2 separate regions of the Zea mays genome follow, and region 2 is linked to region 1. A link is a contact called in public Hi-C data. All regions are on one chromosome and are shown on one strand. Each heading gives the region's core, a stretch centred on a gene start, on an enhancer-like site or on the middle of the called end of the contact. The rest is flanking DNA. Distances are from core to core; before and after follow the strand shown.

Evidence for each region. A called contact is a pair of places that touch in the nucleus more often than the background predicts.
Region 2: a Hi-C map of endosperm shows a contact between it and region 1, with 2.1 times the contacts expected there. The contact joins the promoter of LOC100281239 here to the enhancer-like site in region 1. A contact is called at or near these places in 6 of 25 Hi-C or Micro-C datasets (ear, endosperm, leaf and 1 more).

What each region holds. Positions count from the first base shown.
Region 1 is chr2:17,099,949-17,103,570 of Zm-B73-REFERENCE-NAM-5.0, forward strand. LOC103646054 (protein CTR9 homolog) reads left to right here. Exons shown (of 24, transcript XM_008670782.3): 23 at 507-794; 24 at 1,026-1,477. The coding sequence ends at 1,145. Among protein-coding and RNA genes, the nearest start is that of LOC103646054, 23 kb to the left of the region's middle. Within about 2 kb of position 1,888, at least 4 of the 20 cell types and tissues checked have an H3K27ac peak or open chromatin away from gene starts, as enhancers often do. A contact at or near this core is called in endosperm, where this site is marked.
Region 2 is chr2:17,165,997-17,169,618 of Zm-B73-REFERENCE-NAM-5.0, forward strand. It overlaps LOC100281239 (dehydration-responsive element-binding protein 1D), which reads right to left and starts at 1,553. Exons shown (of 1, transcript NM_001154158.2): 1 at 353-1,553. The coding sequence starts at 1,472. The coding sequence ends at 804.

The DNA.
Region 1 (3,622 bases), core at 638-3,137:
CAATTTAAAAACACTGATGTAAACTGGTGTTCAATCTCTGCACCTTATCGTTATTACTAACCTTGGATATTTCGAAGCTAGGATATCCATTTGTGGTGATGCAACTATCATGGCTTTTTACAGTACCCCCTTCCCCCTTTGACCTCATGGTGGAAGTGGAGGATCTGAAACATTGAGTTTTTTTGCTGGTGAAGCTGATGCTGTTCTGGAGATTATGCTTTAGCGAAAAAAAAATCTGCCACCTGCAGTTCTAATGCCACATACTGAAGAGAGATTGTTTTATGATGGCAATGAGCTACCAAAAAAAATGGGGAATTTGTATAAAATATAACATGAGCCACCAACTAAAATATCTAAAAGAACTGTTACTTGCCAACTTGGCATCATTCTTTTTCATGCAGGTCATGTGCTCAGGCTTCCTTCCTTTCTTTTGTAGTGCTGCAAATATGTTGACTATGTGCATTATTGCACATGGTATGTTCTGATTTGTACTGTTTTTTTGTCAGGAACAATGGAAAACATCCAGCAACACCCCTGGCAAGAGAAAAGATAGATCTAAGACTGAAGATGAAGAGGTGGGAAATAAAAAGCGGAGGAGGAAGGGAATTAGGAGGAAGGATCAAAAAACAAAGATGCAGTATGGGGAAGAGGAAGATGAGTACAAAGATGAACCAGAAGCAGATGATGACTATGCAGACCTGGCGAGGTATAATGGCGCTGACAATTCAGAGAGAGCCCCAGATCACCTTCTTGCGGCTGCTGGCCTTGACGATTCTGATGCCGAAGATGACATGGTTAGGACTGTGTTGTTTTTCATAAACAATTATATTCAACATTTTCTATGTACATTTTACCATATATGTTCATTTTTTTACCTTCGGAAAATTGAATTTCAACTTCTAGTGGTTTGCAGTCAAAATTCCTGTCAGATTTAGCTCTTGCCTCTTATGCTTATAACAACCAGCCAACTTCTCTTTTCGACGATTCAAGTGCCAAATTGCCTTAAACACTCCTTTCTGCTGCAGGGTCATCCTCAATCTGCAATAGAACGGAAGAGACGAGCTTGGTCAGAATCTGAAGACGATGAGCCAGTGAAGAAGCCAGCAGCACAACCTAGCCCGGGCGCTGATGGTTTGAGTGAATGAAAGAAACCGAGATGATGTTCTTGCAGTGAAGATTAACATGCATGGGTCTTTGCTTTAGGTTAGCATGGTGTTGAATTGGGGAGATTCAGAACTTCACTATACATAGCTGATAGTCAAGGACTATGTATATACCTTGTTGCCAATCTTGTTTATCGCATTAGATTATGGAGTTGTTTAATCTGCTGGTTTCTGCAATATAACATGGAATCCAGTCCTATTAGATGGTGACTTGTAGGTGTTTTAGTTGGGATGCAAAGTTTTGCACGTCAAGTTTCAGCAGTTAGATTTCCCAATGGACGTATCATGAATTAATGATATCACATTGGCCGATATATGTAGAGAAATGTTGAACATGCTAGTCATCTCAGCAAGAGGACATAAAACTAAGCCAAAACAACAAACTTAAGAGAAATGTTGAACGGGCTAGTTATCTCAGCAAGAGGACATAAAACTAAGCAAAAAGAACGAGCTTAGGACTTGTTTGAATGTACTTGTATCTATCGTAATCCATTATATCTACCTTAAGACTGTTTCCATTATATCTATCTTTTAAGACTGTTTTTATGAGTTCAACCACATGATCCTCCAAAACACTGTTTTACATCGTTTTGCACTGTTCATAGAGTGAAGTTTGAATTATAGGTGTATATTTGGCCTGACCTGATGGGCTTGTTCGAAGCACGGAAAAAAAGTATGGGTCATGTATGGGACGACACGGTCCAAAATATTTTAGTGTTGGGCCGGCACGGGCCAATATATCAGGCTAGGTTTGGGTCGAGGTTACGGCCCATGCACGGGCATGAGCACGACCTATTTAAGTCAGCCACGAAATGACCCATATAGATGCACAAAAAGGCAATCACATCCACGAAATGGTCCATATAGATGTAAGAAAAGGCCATATCTATATGTATACTATATTAAAGCACCAGTTTCAACGGTCGTCCCGCGTCATCTTTTTACAAATAATCTCTCACATCTATTTTAAATTAATCCGTTGCACGCTCATCTCATCAACACACACCTCCGCATATAGATGGCTAAACGCCGGCAAATCGGCGTAAAATGTTATATAAAAAAAGGTGCAAGAGGTGGGGTTCGAACCCACGCCCTGATGGAAGAAGGGCGGGAGACACTAGGTGAAGCTATCTAACTAGTCGAACATCATGCTCATGTGTTTTTAATATTGAATATAAATTGTACATATGTATATATAATTTTTTGTAAAATAAAAAAACATAATTGTGTTAGGCCGGACCAGCACTACAGGCCTAGACACTATTAAATGGGTCGTGCCTCGGGCCGGTGCGTCAGACATGGTCCATTTGGCCATCTATAGCTCCGCACGATAATAATGGTCCTCGCCTCAGTTGTCGCCACCTCGTTCGCTATTCTGTTTCTTTTATCTCTTCCCTCATGCCTCCGCCTCCGCGCCACCCCATTCTCGGCAGATGGCGTGGGAGCAGGCGCCTCCTCCCCGTATTCGTCCAACACCAGCCCCGACACCGACCCACGCAGTGGCTATTGCACGTCCACGTGGACATTTCACTGTATGCATGTGCCATAGTTTTCGTTGTCGTCAGACGTCCCGTTCGTCTTCCCGGCCTAAGGCCATGAGCAAGACCGACTTGCCTCGTACCCACGTCGAAGAGCATCGGCCGGCTCGCGGCTGCGACCGTTGGCGCGGGCAGTACTCGGTGCTATGGAGTTGGTGGTGGTGTTGTGTCGCCTCGGTGGGTCCAGGGCTGAGAAGGCACCCACATTCTCTCGGCCTTCTCGGACTGACGCCTGGTGCGGGTGCCTCTCGGTTTGGAGCTGCTCTAGCTGGGCTTCTTTCTCCACTTGCATGCTCTCTCCCTATATGTATCTAGCGGTATACTACCTATGTCGCCTCCAGATGCCCATGTCTTCGTCGTGTCCTTCTTCGGCAACGAACAGGTATGCCCGTCTCTTTCCTTCACTTCCTACTCTACGAAACCTTGGAAGTGGGGAGGCGAGGGATGGTGTCACTGATTTGCAGCCTATGGTACCCGTTCGATGGCTCGGCATCGTCTGTCTATATGGCCTTTTCCTTACCACAGTGTCGACTCGATATGTTTCTACCGCTTCTATGTACCTATCACCCATCCTTCTGTCATTGCAAAAATTATTGTGTTGTTCCTCTGTTGTTTTGGTTGTTAGTTTTTTTATGATTAAGACTAAACATAATTTGAGTGTGTTAATAGTTTATTTATTATCTGCATATGGTTTGTGTTCTTCTGATGATGGCTCATGGATCCTGTAAAATATGTGTTAAGATTTGGAGATCCATACGGGCACTACCACGGGGTGCTCGTCCCTTGTGTTCTTGGCTCTTGCAAGCATTAGGTCGTTTCTGAGACCACATTGACGCAATGGACTCCATTGTGCTTAAGGTTGCTGAATTGGATGGAACAACAATGGTTTGTCACACTAACAGTAAAAAGGAAATGTTATTT
Region 2 (3,622 bases), core at 303-2,802, 66 kb after region 1:
TATCCCACTTTACTTTCAAACTAGCTCTGTATGTATTTATCTATCTATCATGTGGATAATTGCCAGTTTGGCACAGTCACGTGGAGACTGAAAAACCGAAGTGCTTCTTAGCCTCATTCTTTCTGAATTCTGAAACTGAAGTATAGGCCAATAGGAAAGGTTATTGGAATGCTAAAACAGCGTCGCATACAAGATCGTCTGAAGAAACGACCTTGCATAAATCCGACAGTAGAAGCATGACTGGCCTGCTAGCAAACTTGAGGATCAACCATCCGGGGCTACAGATGCGGCAGCAAAACCCTTTGCTGTCAGTACTACTAAACAATAGCCTGAGCAGCACGAACTTTCAAAATGTTGGAACATACAGGGTAGGGACAAACAAGTCTTTGCCTCCCTTTTTTCCAATCCATATATTTTGCTCCTGCAGTGGACATTCATCCATAGAGCACATATGTTTTCAGTTCAGGTAAATTCCACTAAACATCACACGGCAACTTGATTGACATCGCTGCAGGTTCAAACGCTCAGCAGGCTCTGCTGTTTATTACACCATGTGGTTCTTATCTTACGTAACTTATAAGAGGGCGTCCGCACCAAGTGCCATATCTGGCGCCAAGGCTACCTTGGCCGTGTTAGCGCCAAATGTGCAGAGACAGCCGCTCAAAACCTAAGCACACTCCTCTGCTCCTTCTGACTGCATTGCGATTGCGATTCGTCAGAAGAGCAGGGAAACAGTACAGACATCATCAGCACACCATAAGCTGTATGTACACAGGGTCCTTGTTGGTACCAGACGCGCTCGATCAGTAGCTCCAAAGACTGACCTCGCATTCGTACTCGTCCTCGATCCACGCCGACTGCCCAGCGGCCGGCTGCGGCGGGTCGATGAGCATCCCCTGCGCCATGTCAAGGTACCCACGCATCTCGAACTCCAGCCCGTCGTCCACCGGGTAGTAAGGGAATTCGCCGCCGCCGAGGTCGCCGCTCCCCATCGCGCAGGGCGCCGCCGCCGCCGCCTCGGCCGCCGCCTCGGAACCTCCCACATTGCGCTCCCCGGGCTGCGGGCGGAACAGCTCGGCCGCCTCCACCGCGGCGCGGCGTATCTCGTCGTGGCCGGCGCCCTGCGCGGGCACGCGCAGCCTGCGCGGCGAGTCGGCGAAGTTGAGGCAGGCGGCGCGGCCGCGCAGCGCCAGCGCGGCCACGTCGTGCGCGCGCGCCGCCATCTCGGCGGTCTCGAAGGTGCCGAGCCAGATCCGCTGCCGGCCGTGCGGCTCCCGCACCTCGCAGACCCACCGCCCGGGGTTCCTGCTGCGCACGCCCTTGTACACCGGGTGCCTCGTCTCCTTGAACTTGGTCCGCCCCGCGCGCCGCTTCGGCGGCGCCGACGACACCGTCATGTAGGCGTCCTCGTCCCCGCCGCCGCCGCCGCTCGCCGGCGTCGAGTAGCCACTGCCGTAGTACGCCCAGTCCATCGATCGATCAGTCGACTGGAGAAGGAGGAGCGTTTTGGATTGTGTGTGTGTGCGTGGGTGGGTGTGGCCTGCAGCAGGTTCGAATTTGGGAGGGAAGCGGCGGGCGACGGTTTATATTTATATGGCTCGGAAGGATCGGATAGCTGGACGGGTTAGTCGGGGACAGGGACGTACGGACGCGGGCGCGTGCACTGCAGCAACGCGGCGTGACACAAGGGGCGCCAGCCAGGCGAAAGGGCGATGTCGTCCGATGCGCGAGGCGGGATGGTGGCGGGTTGGGCTCGCGCGGGTTCTGGTTCTGGTTGGGTGGGGCGCTGGGCCTGTCTGTCGGACCAGCTGGAGGCCGAGCGGAAGCGGACAGGGACGCGCGCAACGCGCAGGCATGGGGGGGCTACGGCGGGCGGACTCGGTCACCCAGCAGAGCACGCACGGTGGTGGGCTGGGCTTTGTTGTCTTTGCTGATACTCCAGCGCCGCCGGGCTGCGGTGCGGGCGCGAAGGATGGAGATTGAGCTGGCCTTTAAAGCGGAGACGGGCTGACGTGGACCCGAGTGAGTTGGACTCGCAGAGCGCGTGATCTGTGTCGGAGCCGTATTATGGGTACATGCTCCTCTGGGCGTGTGGGGGGTCTTCTCGGGCTTGCGGTTTTCAGCTGATGACGACAGCGCCGGTTTTTGAATAGGTCCACGAGGCGAGATGCATCTGCATCTCAGTGCTCGCTCGGGAATCCGGATGGGTCCGCCGTCCACTGGGGCCCGTAGAAAGTGCGAGAGATTGTCGCCTCTACAGTTATCCTTGCTACCCGTAGATTAGATTCGTCCTCAGCTGTTACAGTTATCTTGGACAGAGATATTGCGTCCAAGCTTTACAGGAGCAAATCTATCTACACAACTAATTCAAACGCCCGGCGGCCGATCTACAGTACCATCTGGCATTTGATCTGTCTGAGTCGGTTCAATTATGCATCTCCGATGATAGGGAACTTGCGCCGGGCCTCGTTGATGTTGTCGGAAAAATAATCCAACCCAACCCAGGTTAGAGGACCATAGCCCAGTGGCCCCAGACGGCCAGATTCCCTGTGTGCATCAGGGACAAATGCACGGCGAGGGGCACGGACGAACCCCACACGTCCGTGACGCCATGATTTCGGTTCGTTTCGACCGCGCGCGGCCCACACCGCCCTTCGCTCGCCGCCAGAGGGCTCACCCGTACCGCTGCGGCCTGTTGATCCGCCAGGCGCGTAGGGCGTAGGCCCCTCGCCAACGGCCAAGCCGCGCTTTGGCCGTGTCCGCCTGCTCGTCTCGTTGTCGTCGGGCAAGCATTTTTAGCAGGCAGCGCGTGCGCGGTCAGTGGCGCAGTGCAGCGTCGAGTACGGTACGGGCCAGGCCAGATGCGGACCACACCTCATCTCGGCTGCGGATGTGTGCGGACTCCCATGCGGGTGCGCGACCCCGCCCGCGCCCGGGCAGCGTTAAAAAGATGGGAGTGGCTTTTGTCGTCTCGTCGCTAGTGCCCTCAGCTCGTCTGCCGATCAGCTGCGCGCGGGGAGCCATAGACACGTGTTGCCTCTTCAGGGGGCCTGCCCACCACTAGCTGTTGCCTGTTCTGTTTGCACTTTGGAGGTTGGTACTACTGCCACCAACTTCTTCTGTACTCTCTATTTTTAAACAATTCACGTTCTTAAGCTAGTTTTAGTTTAATCATACGTATGTGTAATATTAGTATTTACAATATAGAATTAAGATTACCAGACATATATTTAGATCAATTTTTTTCTAATAAATTTATCTAAAAATGTAAATATTACTAATGTTCCCTTCTTTACATAGCATGCATTGCATCTGGCATCTAGGCTAAGCTTTGGCCAGGCTCTGGCAATGCAGCCCTGTAGTGTTTGGTTGTCTTCCTCCACATCGCCATGATCCCAAAACAACTGTTTGGTTGCCTGTTTTCTCTTCTTGTAGTTGCGTTCATTGTCTCTCATATGCGCTATAAGGCGAGCTAATAATTATCTGCTAAAACTACCTGAAGACATCTGAACAGTCCAACTAATAGCGAAGCTATTAGATATTTTTTGCTGGAGATATCTAAACACCTTAGTCTATGGTCTAGCTAATTATTAGTTGCACACCCTCAAGGTCTCAAGTACCC